Linked DNA regions of Sus scrofa: all the other regions are linked to region 2. Evidence: chromatin contacts called from public Hi-C and targeted proximity ligation data. All regions are on one chromosome and are shown on one strand. The core of a region is the stretch at or near the end of the contact, and the rest is flanking DNA. Distances in the headings are between cores, read along the strand shown.

Region 1 (2,866 bases), core at 34-2,533, 170 kb before region 2:
AGTACAACACTGCTCTCTGAGATGACACACATGGGGTAAACTAGGTGAAGTCCTAGAGATGAGATGCGCTATGGACTTGTTTCTAAAGGAGTATGTTTTCACCCTTTCAGCGAGGTCAGAGGATACTGCATCTTTACTGTCTAGAGCAAAGTTGCTTTATTTCAGGGAAGCTAGACATCAGTAATTTTGATCCAGCCGCACAGGCAGCTACTTGCAGAAACACAAGCCCGTTTTGATCTCACTTAGAAGCCTTGTTAAGAACATTACAGTTAAAGCAATAAACTTATGGTTAAATATTAAACGTTATTGAATGAATGGAATGTTTCATATCAAATGCAACCTTCCAGTTGGCCCATGCATACTCTTTATCACAAAAGTAAAGAATGGAAAAGCAAACAAAAAAGTTCCACTGTTTAAAAATGTTCTGCTTTCTGGCCCTGGTCTTCTAAGGATAGGTTGTTAGCACAACCCTTGAGTTCCTGGCATAAAGCTCTGGCCTGTGAGCTCCTACACAGAGGAAATGTGGTAGGTGTCAGTTGCCTTGCCCTCTTAGTGCATCTTCCTTTAAGAACACTACATTCAGCACATGAATTATTTCCAATATGCAGTAATCGTACCCATTAAATTAAGTAATACCTGTGAACACAAATGATAGTTCATAATTTAGTATGAATTTATTCTTGCTTAAAAGGTGTTGGAAACAATTATGTTTTCTGTCTTCTGTCTTCAAATCATAGAAGCACAACATTCTATACCCATACATGTCCCAGCTAGAATAAAGAAATTTTTCTAACTTATTTTTTCTTCTATTATTTTTGGCATAATGGTAATCTATGAGATAAAGGCAGATGTCAGAATAAAGGTGGCCTTTGGCTGGTCCTGTTCTCCAGATGATAATGACTGTTGTGGTCACCAAGGGTCCGTACTTTTTCCCCTGTTTAAAGGCACTGTTATTTCTTACTAGAGGGGCTTTTCATACCCCCCTGGTCCACATGACAAAACTTGCACCCCTCCTCCCCCTTCTCTTTGTACGTTCCTTGCCATTTTCTTCCCAGCTCAAGGCATACGTGGTTGCTCTCTCTTGCGTGCTACATTGTGCCTTCCACATGCCTCTGTTAGAACACACTTAAGTCTCTCCTCCTATGCTGTGAGTTTCTTGGGGGCAGGGCTGGTATTGGTGGTAGAAGTGGAAATTGGCTCTTTGAGACAAGTACAACCATATGGTCTCCATGCTTTCTGAGAATATCTTGAAATTAGACAACTAGTTCATTTTTGAGGAAGTGGGAATATGTGTATTTATAGCTATGAAAGCACACAGTTTATAGGTCCTCCTAGCTCAGCTTAGATAAAACCTTACAGGGCAGGTGGTGTTCACTTAACAGTAATGCTCTCCTGCTAACTCAGTGCGAAGCAGTCAGGGACAGTACTTCCATGCAGGCATCATCCCTGGGCCTCCAAGTGTTCTCAAGTGCAACATTCCCTCTCAGCCTGGCATGATGACACTGTGGAGAGTCTCTTTGCCAATCTTTGCTGGCTAAAGAAAAATGACCAGGAGAAAAAAAATCAAACTAGCCTGATTAATGACTGCTCAGTAGAGGTTCTGTTTTCTGTTTGACCCAAATCCTAAGCATATGTATGGAGTAGGGTTTTTTTTTTTTTCTTTTTGTTTTTTGTGGGGGTTTTTGGTAATATAGGACCTCTCTTAATGCTGTTTGGAACATTCATGGATATTTTGAGAAAATTTTAAAGTAATTTTTTGAAAATGAATGTCAATTATTACCTTACTCAAAAATTTTTCTCAGTAAAAATGCCATCCCTGCCTGTTTTAGGAATGTAATCTTGAAAGAATAATCCAAAGAGTAAAATAGTAAAAATACCTAAAGGATTTTTCTAACCCCAATCACGAATCACACTCTTGGTGGTGGTTCTGAACACTGGATCACTTTCTTTTTTTTTTCTTTTCTTTTCTTTTTTTTAAATTTTATTTAAGTATAGTTGATTTACAATATCGTGTTAATTTCTGCTGTGCAGCAAAGTGACTCAGTTATATATACACATATGTTCTTTTTTTTTATTATTTTCCATCATGGTCTATCCTAGGATATTGTATGTAGTTCTCTGTGCTGTACAGTAAGACTTTGTTGTTTATCCATCCTATATATAATATTTTTTTATTACCCGATGAATTTATTACATTTATAGTTGTACAATGATCATCACAATCCAATTTTATAGGATTTCCATCCCACAACCCCAGCGCATCCCCTCACCCCCCAAACTGTCTCCTTTGGAGACCATAAGTTTTTCAAAGTCTGTGAGTCAGTATCTCTTCTGCAAAGAAATTCGTTGTGTCCTTTTTTTCAGATTCCACATGTCAGTGAAAGCATTTGATGTTAGTATCTCATTGTATGGCTGACTTCACTTAGCATGATAATTTCTAGGTCCATCCATGTTGCTAAAAATGTCAGTATTTAGTTCCTTTTTGGATCACTTTTTAATGAGACTAAAGGTCAACTCTTTGCCTTTGAGAGAGCTGTGAACAGGTCAGGTTGCCGTTTTGCATATTCTCTCAGACAAGACAATTCTGTAAAAAGAGAGTTCTGAATTTCTATTCCCTTTACAGAGTTGGCCTCAGACCTCTCCTCTTACAACAGAAAATATAAGTGCTGGTTATATTTTATCTGTCAGCTAGAATTCTAAAAATTTTAGAAATAATTGATTTAGTTTAAGAAGTATGAATCCAGTCCAATACAGAATTAACTTGTTAGCTGCTCTTTTTCGTGGGATGTCTGTAGCATTTGTCATTTCCATTTTACAGCTGAGAGTTCAGAGTTTATATAATTTAAGTAACAGTTGTTTAATAAAA
Region 2 (2,700 bases), core at 41-2,540:
GCCTTCCACCTGAGAGGGTCTCCTCAAATTAACCCGCAAGTCCTCAGGTGTAGTTCGGCCTGTTTGAGAAGCAAAGCCATGGTCTTCCAGGAACCCGGCCCCAGGGCGCAAGCCGGCCAGACGCGCCCTCCCCGGCGGGTCCGAAGGGCCTTGAGCGCAGGAATCAAGGTGGGTCTAACGCATCTTTATTTTTACAAATACTGTAAAAATCAATATAAAAAAGTGAGCATGCTCAGTCTTTTTTTCGTATCTACAGTACAAAGGCTAGTCTCGAAAAGTCTCTTACGAATGTACCTTAGCTGCATCCTAGGGGTAGGATGTAGAGAAGCTGCCGTCATAGTAACTTAGGGTCCACGCGACAGCTGTCCAAGTCCCAGACCGGCCAGGCAGCTCCAGGCACTGCGGCCGCAGTCCGCGCGCCCCCCGCGTCACCGCGCGTCCGCCGCCCCCGCGCCGGGCAGGAAGGGTGCGCCGGGTAGCTGCTTGAAGAATCGCCGCAGGCCGGCTAGGTCCCGTGTGAGCTGCTCCACGCGCTGTTGCAACTTCTCGTTTTCGGCTGAAAGCTCCACCAGCTTCTGCTGCATCTCTTGGTTGCGCCGTTTGGCCTTGTCACGGCTCTTGCGCACCGCGATGTTGTTGCGTTCGCGCCGCTGCCGATACTCTGGGCTGCCGCGGTCCGGGCCCCGCTTGCCCGCTGCTTTGTCGCGTGCGGGCCCTGGCGCTGGGGGCGCGGGGCTGCGGCGCGGCGGCTCGGGCGACGCGGGAGGCGTGGGTTGCGCGGCGGCCGCCAGGCTCACCACCGTCTGTGCGCACGCGGCCACCTGCGCGGGCAGCAGCGAGCCGGGCGCGTCGCCGTCGCCCCAGTCCGGCTCGCGCTTGAGCGGTCGCGGTGCGGGGCCGGGGCCCGCAGGGCGCGCGGGGGCCCCGGGCAGCAGCTCCAGGGCGCCAGCCTTATGGTTGCTGTTGAAGAGGTCAGCGAAGAGCTCGTCGTGACACAGCTCCAGGGTGGGCACGGCGGCCATGGAGTCTATGTAGGCGCTGAAGTCGATGGCGCTCTCGTCGTCGTACATGGCGGGAGCGGCCGGCTCAGTTCCGCGACCAGGCTTCCCTGCGCGGCCAGGCTCGTAGAAGGCGGCGGGCTCCGCAGACCAGGGCGCGCCGCGCGCTGGGCCGTCTAGGCTGAAGAGCGCGGCGCTCATGGCGGCGTCGAGCCGACAGCGAGCGCGGTCCCCTGGCGGTCCGGGCGCAGCCTTTTCTAGCCCGGCTGACGCGCACGCTCCGCCCCGGCCGCGGACCGCGGGACCCCCGCCCGAGCGCCTCCCCCGCGCTTCCTGCCCGCCGGCCCGGCCCGCGCGGCGCTGCCGGGAACGACCCTCCCTCGGCCGCGCCTCCTTCCTGCTGGTGGGTCGGGGCCTCTGCTCCCGCGGCACCGGGGCGGAACCAGAGCGGAGGGCGGCGGGGACTCTGCACGGGGGCGCTGCCTCGCAGCTTCAGGGAATTTGGGTCTTGGTGCTTCCCGATCAAGGAGATGGGGAATGGGGGAGGATCGCGACGCTGCCCCGCGGCGTTCCGCTGGCTCCTGGGTGGTGGGTGGGGTCGCTCTCAAACCCCGCGGGCCTGGGGCCAGGGGAAGCTATTTTGAACCCTGCACCCCGCAAGCCCCACGAGCTCGGAGCTTCTAGATAACTCAGTGCCCCGGGCGAACCCCACCAACTCCCTGCCCCACGAGCCCGGCACCCCTGGCGCTGCTTCCTGGTCCACTAGAGCAGTGCCATCTTGCGGTGGTTTCTTACTTCAGTTTTTTAGGCCGGATTCTTTCTATTCAATATTCCAAAAAAGAAGTGCCTTTGGATCCAGAGCAGTGGGGTGGGTCCCTTTCAGGAGAAAGAAAACGTTGGTAAGGTATTAACATGTTCGCTTTCCGGGTTGTAAAATGCAGGAAAAAGACACTGAACTGGTTTTGTTGCGTTTCCTACAATTTGGACAGGCATTTCAGGTCAATTCCATTTTTTGCACCACAGACCCTGTTCAGACCTGGCCTTCATCCACAACCTTTCTCGTTTCCTCTTGTCCCAACACTCAACGTTCCACAAGCTCTACAGCGCTCCATGAACTATCGCTGGAGTGTCTGCAGTCAATTCCAGTGGTGACTTCTGAAAACACACCATAGGGTACTGAGTAGGCTTTCTAGAGGGACATACATAATGCGCTAGAATTACTCCAGGGACATGATATAGATCTCACACTTATAATTACCTATTAAGGGTAAAACCTAGGAACACATAGAGTGTGGTTCATGCACATCCCCCCAAAAAAACATGTATTTCAGAAGCCATAAAAACGTTACCAAAGACTTCTCCAGGGAGGGAATGCACAAAGAACCATATTCTCATAAAAAAAAAAATTCAGCGAGATGATTGGTACATCCAGATGTCAGATTGGGATTGAGCTTGGAAGATGCTATCCTCATATTTTTTAAATGTATTAACCAGTAATTAATGATAATTTTTATTTTTAAAACCTTTTTTTAGGTCTGCACCTGTGGCATATGGAAGTTCCCAGGCTAGGGGTTCAATCTGAACTACAGCTGCTGGCCTGCGCCACAGCCACATGGGCTCCAAGCCACATCTGCGACCTACAGCACAGCCCACCCCAACGCCAGATCCCAGACCCACTGAGTGAGGCCAAGGATAGAACCTC
Region 3 (2,744 bases), core at 231-2,730, 150 kb before region 2:
TGTGATGGCACTAACACCATAAGCAGGCTCAGTCTTCCCAATAAGAAGTACTGACTTCCTCAGGAAGATGGGAGTGTGGTGTGTTGACACCATCTATAACCTAGTTTCTTCAGTGTTACAGTTTTAGTCTTGGGTGCTGTTATGACATCTTTGTTTTCCTGCCATTGGATGAAAAGATGGCATCTTGTTCCATCCCCATGAGAAAGCACAGTGAGGGCTGGACCCAGTGTCACCCGGGGTCAGGCACATCTCACTGGTAGCAGTCTGATTCACAATCCTGAATCCCAGCAGTAAAAGTCATTTTAGTGATCATTTTGTTGGAACTGACACCCGAGTAGGGAAACCAAATGCAATAGAGGGCAATCAAGTAAATGTGAATTTCAAGTAAACTACAGGGCATATTCACATTGAAAAATTGTTTATCATTTACCTGAAATTCACATTTAACTGGCCATTCTATACTTTATCTGGTAAATCTGGCAGCTGCTCACTTGAGGCTAAATTATATAAAATATTAAAAATTCGTAGAAAATAATGTCCTTGCGGGGCTGTAGAGCATTCCCCTCCTTCTTATTTATTCCTCACCCAAACCTTGAAGTTAGGGAAGCCTTTACTTCATATTATTCCTTCTACTCTCCCCTCCCATACACCCAGATTAACAGTTTGGAAGGGCATCTGGCCCGTTTTTTCCTCTGCCTGGTCCTTATAGTCGTGTAATTTAGGTAAGGCCCAACCACTGCAGTAGGATGAGGTCCTGACCTCTCCTGACCCCTCCTGGAACAGCCGACTCAGCACTTGGGTTTGTCCCCAGCCAGCCAGAGCCACGGAAGACAGGCACATAAGCCTCCTGGAAGGTTTCAGAGGCGCTTGGGCCAAAGTATGTGGCTATTCTCCTGCCCTCAGGATCTAGGTTCCCCTATCAGGTTACTCAAGTGACCCAGAGAACAAGAGGAGAACTGACATGATGTCAGAAGGGCCTCAGAGCTTGGAAGAAAGGTGGAGGAAATAAGTAATTATTAATATCCTCTAAGACAATGACCATAGTTATCCCAGGGAGGATGAGCAGAGCTCACAGTCCTACGAAGGGTGCTGGCTGTGGGAATTCAGATGCTCTGCATAGCATTTCTAGTATCATTTGTGTAAAATTTAGTCTTTTTTGTGGACCTTTTACGGAAGTAAGCTTTCATTTCCAAAGGCCTTCATTAAAGGTGTAAAGGCCACACTGTGAATTAAGGTGACACACCCTGTTTTGAATTGGATTTCCTGCTAGTTCTGATCGCAGGCATTCTTCCCGGACTAGGGTGAATTCAGTTCCAGTGTTTGCTTGTAAAACTGAATCCAGTCATTGTATTTGCAGTTTGGCTTTCTGCCTGCTATTAAAGTACAGAGCAAACTTCAGCTAGTTACTCCCTATGGTTCTGTGTCCTCCGCAAAGAACAGGGAAAGGAAAGGGGAAAACCCAAAGGGTGACTGAGTTCATTTACATACCGTGCCAGAGGGCAGCTGTGTGCTGCCTAGTTATCACGTGACTCTGTGGAGAATCCTGATATTCCATTTACTGGAACAGGAAGCAGCCTAAAAAAAAAAAAAAAAAAAACCCAGAACACAAAAACCAGTCTCTCTTTTTATGGTTCTAGGGTTAAGGTTAGCAACTGAAATACCCACTCTACTATGTAACAAATATAGGTGAAAAAAGCAAGAAAGATCTTATGTTTTTCCCTCTTTACAAAGTTTTGTGTATAAAGAAAGGCCTTCTATAAGGGAAAGGTCACAAGGCAGGATGGTGGCACTGCTGGCTAGTCCAACCTGATTGTACCCACTGAGCCATCCTAGAGGAAGCTTCTGGTCAGCAGGCTACCATCTGGATGTGTGGGTAAGATCTGCAGGGCTCACCTCCTGGGCCTGGAGTAACAAAAAGGATGATTGGGTGTGATCATTATAACCCCAGGCACCCCATGATGACGCTTGACAAAACTCGGCCGAGTGTATATTAGAAAGGATTGTTTCTTTATTAAATGTGAGGAGTCCAGAATGGTACAGTGGCACCGGCCACCCTGGGTGCCCATAGGAACAGTGTATTTAGAGTCTTTCCCCGGAGTTAAACTCAGAAACTCCTAATTTGGGGAAAGGACAGAAAGAGGGGTGGTCTGTTCAGCTCTATCCCCAGGGTCAGCTCCTTCACCGAGGCAGCACCACGTGGAGCTAAAATAAGGGGTGTGGTGGCACCATCCTTCCCACAAGACATCGCACCCTCCGTATCTCTTGCTGCTCTGGTTTTGTTGTTTAATTCTAGTCTGGCCCATTGGACTCGAGGCAGATTATCTTTTCCTTAGACTTAGTTTTATATAAATAAATTTGAATCTTTAATTGAATAAGTATCATTAAATTTTGACTTTTTTATCAGTGAAGAGCAAAGAGCCCTGAGACTTTGCTGCTCCTTTGCTAGATGCTAAAAGAAAACTCAGAACACCTAAGACACAGATTTTTGTCACAGAGAGCCTCTGGTCCTCTTTTGTATAGAAACCCTAAAACCCAGCAAACTCACCCAGCAGCAGAATGTGATGAACAGCAATAACAAAAAACATTCCTGCTTGTATGTTTTATGGAGATGGACATTAAACTAGACCTGTGGAACAAAGAAATGGTTGAAAGCTTACCAAAGCTACTAGAGAGTGCTGCAGGGATGGTTCATCAAATGCCCAGGAAGGATAACAAGATGAGTTTAAAAGCCCAGAAGCAGAACC
Region 4 (2,798 bases), core at 180-2,679, 200 kb before region 2:
ATCACTATCTGTGCCTGTTTCTTTTCTGAGAAAATTTGACTTCATCAAGTCTTGCTGATTTCTACTTTGCAATTCTGTGTTGCACTTTTACCTGGCCCTGTCCATTGTTCCCGTGTAAAGTCATTCATTCTCAGTGCTTCCCCTCAGGGCCACTGGGTATTGCACTTATGATTGCTCTCTCTGGTCTCTCCCTGTACGCCCTTCAAGAGATGATGTCTTTTATACTGTCACACTCAGTGTTCTTGGAAGGAAATAGCACCTAAAACCAGAATATCTGCTTTTCTTTAGTAGTTGTGAATTCATTGTACTCCTACTGGGACATGCACTGCCCCAGCTGATTGTAGATTTTGCCTATTTTAACCCAATTTAAAGTGATTTAACTGATGATTTAGAAGTTGTTTGTTAGGCGTTCCCGTCGTGGCGCAGTGGTTAACAAATCCAACTAGGAACCATGAGGTTGTGGGTTCGATCCTTGGCCTCGCTCAGTGGGTTAAGGATCTGGCATTGCCGTGAGCTGTAGTGTAGGTCACAGATGCAGCTCGGATCCCACATTGCTGCAGCTCTGGCATAGGCTGGTGGCTACAGCTCCGATTAGACCCCTAGCCTGGGAACCTCCATATGCCATGGGAGCAGCCCTAGAAAAGGCAAAAAAAAAAAAAAAAAAAAAAAAAAAAGAAGTTGTTTGTTAGCATATCCCTTATTAATAGTTCCTTGAAAGTGGGAAGGTGTTGAGGGTTGGTGTTGGAGTAAGTATCAGAATAGCATGGTAGTAGGGATACCCTGGATTCTAGCAGCGCATCAGCAAGTTGTTTTTGCCTCAAGGTTTACAGTGTGTTGGCCTTGCAGTGGGTATGCTGTTCTGTACAGATGCACACGCAATTTTAGCTTCCTTTAGGATTACTTAGAGGAGAGTGGGTATAAGCTTTAAACACTAGAGGACTCTAGTAACCATCCACAGTAAGTAATTCGCTATTTTGTAATTGTGCTGAAATTTTTGTCAGTGCATTTATTTGTTTTTTCAATTGATGTTAAATTTATAAAAACAGTTAATTTAACAACCATATGACTTTTTAAAAGTTATTTTCAGTATTTCAATCCTATTTTCTGAGCCAAGAATATTACCTACAATGCTATGAAAGATTTTTAAATAAGGAGGTCTTTCAAAGAAAGTCCCTGCTTTGTGTGGGGGAAAGGGGTCAATATGCACACTAGATGGTCTCATGTACCACATTTGGGAAATTTAACCTGTAATAGCCCCTGTCTCAGCTTGGGCAGCCATAACAAATTACCACAGAACGGGCCGTTTAATGCTCACAGTTCTGGAGACTGGAATTCTGAGATTGGGGTGCCAGCATGATCTAATTCTGGCAAGGGCTGTCTTCATGGCATACAGGCAGCTGCCATCTGGCTGTGCGCTCATGAAGAGAGAGAGAGAGAGAGAAATTCAGCTCTCTGGATCTCTCCTTATCAGTACCCTAATCCTATCAGATCAGTGCCTCCATCCTCATGACCTCAATCTAACCTTAGTTCTTTTCCTCAGAGGCCACATCACCAACTATAGCTACACCGGTGAGTAGGCGGCTGGGGGCTGGGAGGGGGATGGTAGGGATTCAGCATGTGAATTTGAAGAGACAAAAACATTCAGTCTATGATGTTCTGCTCCTGGCCTTCCATAATTTATGTGCTTCTCACATTCAGAATACATTCATTCTGTCGCAACAGCCCCCAAACTCTTAACTCAATCCAGCATCAACTCCACAGTACAAAGTTTCATCTAGATAGCATCTAAATCAGATATGGATGAGACTCAGGTCCAGTTCATCCTGAGGCAAAATTCCTCAACAACTGGGCGCCGTGAAACCAGATGAGTTGTGTGCTTCCACACATAATGCTCGGTCAGGCACAGGAAAGACATATGTCCTAGGCAAGTCCAAAATCCAGGAAGGGAAATTGTATTAGATTTTAAGGCTCAGGGAAAATCCCCTTTTTTTCAGTCCTCTGCCCTCCAGCTCCACTGGAGAAAAGTCACCCCCACAACTTTGTCGGGCTTCTCACCCAAGGCTCTCTGCAGAGGTTCTACCCCTGGGCTGGGAGGGGCATCTTGGCCCACCTAAACCCGAAAGATAGCTGTACCTTTTGAAACCCGGGGGAAAAAAATCAGCCCTGGCCTTGGGCCTGTGGTGAGAGTAGCAGCCCTGATGATCTCTAAACCACCTTCAGGGTTACCCTTCTCTTTTTTGAAGGGTGATGTACATTCACAGGTAGTTCTTTGCCCTGTAAGAAGTCCAGCAGCCTTCCCTCATCTCCTCTGCTCTCTTCCCTTCAGTTCTCACTAGCAATGTTTCTGTTCCTATAGTCAAAAAATCAAGTGATAGTCTAGTCATACCCTTGGTATCCTATTCCCAGCATGCTCTCTCGCTCTCTTTCTTCCTTCCTTCCTCCCTGCTTCCCTCCCTCCCTCCTCCCTCTTCCTTCCTTCCTTGCTTTCTTCCTTGCTTGCTTGCTTTCCGTTCTTTTGAACAGGCTGAGAATTTTCTAGATTTTGAAGTTCTGCTGCTTTTTTTGCTTAACAGTTCCTTCTTCAATTCATGTCTTTCCTCTTGTGTTTTATTGTTAAGAGTCAAGAGGTAAAAAAAAAAATTTTTTTTTTAATGAAAAAAATAAAAGAGTCAAGAGGACCCAAGCTGTACCTTAAATATTTGCTTAGAAATCTCTTCTGCTAAATGTCTGAACTCATGGCTCTCAAGTTTCACCTTCTGCACAACACTAAAAAAATTCAGCAAAACTCTTTGCCATCT

The links. A called contact is a pair of places that touch in the nucleus more often than the background predicts.
Region 1: a contact with region 2 is called in a Hi-C map of liver, with 5 times the contacts expected there. A contact is called at or near these places in 2 of 5 promoter capture datasets (fetal liver and liver), 4 of 47 Hi-C or Micro-C datasets (epiblast stem cells and liver) and 2 of 2 datasets of targeted methods (alveolar macrophages and skeletal muscle).
Region 3: a contact with region 2 is called in a targeted proximity ligation map of alveolar macrophages. A contact is called at or near these places in 3 of 5 promoter capture datasets (fetal liver and liver), 18 of 47 Hi-C or Micro-C datasets (adipocytes, alveolar macrophages, embryonic fibroblasts and 9 more) and 2 of 2 datasets of targeted methods (alveolar macrophages and skeletal muscle).
Region 4: a targeted proximity ligation map of skeletal muscle shows a contact between it and region 2. A contact is called at or near these places in 4 of 5 promoter capture datasets (fetal liver, liver and skeletal muscle), 8 of 47 Hi-C or Micro-C datasets (adipocytes, embryonic fibroblasts, fibroblasts and 3 more) and 2 of 2 datasets of targeted methods (alveolar macrophages and skeletal muscle).

What each region holds. Positions count from the first base shown.
Region 1 is chr4:80,041,673-80,044,538 of Sscrofa11.1, reverse strand. All of the region lies in intron 8 of SPIDR (DNA repair-scaffolding protein), which reads left to right. Among named protein-coding and RNA genes, the nearest start is that of SPIDR, 150 kb to the left of the region's middle.
Region 2 is chr4:79,871,453-79,874,152 of Sscrofa11.1, reverse strand. CEBPD (CCAAT/enhancer-binding protein delta) reads right to left here and starts at 1,290. Exons shown (of 1, transcript XM_005663091.2): 1 at 1-1,290. The coding sequence starts at 1,199. The coding sequence ends at 429.
Region 3 is chr4:80,016,912-80,019,655 of Sscrofa11.1, reverse strand. The region is part of intron 8 of SPIDR (DNA repair-scaffolding protein); the gene reads left to right. Among named protein-coding and RNA genes, the nearest start is that of CEBPD, 150 kb to the right of the region's middle.
Region 4 is chr4:80,069,367-80,072,164 of Sscrofa11.1, reverse strand. The region is part of intron 7 of SPIDR (DNA repair-scaffolding protein); the gene reads left to right. Among named protein-coding and RNA genes, the nearest start is that of SPIDR, 120 kb to the left of the region's middle.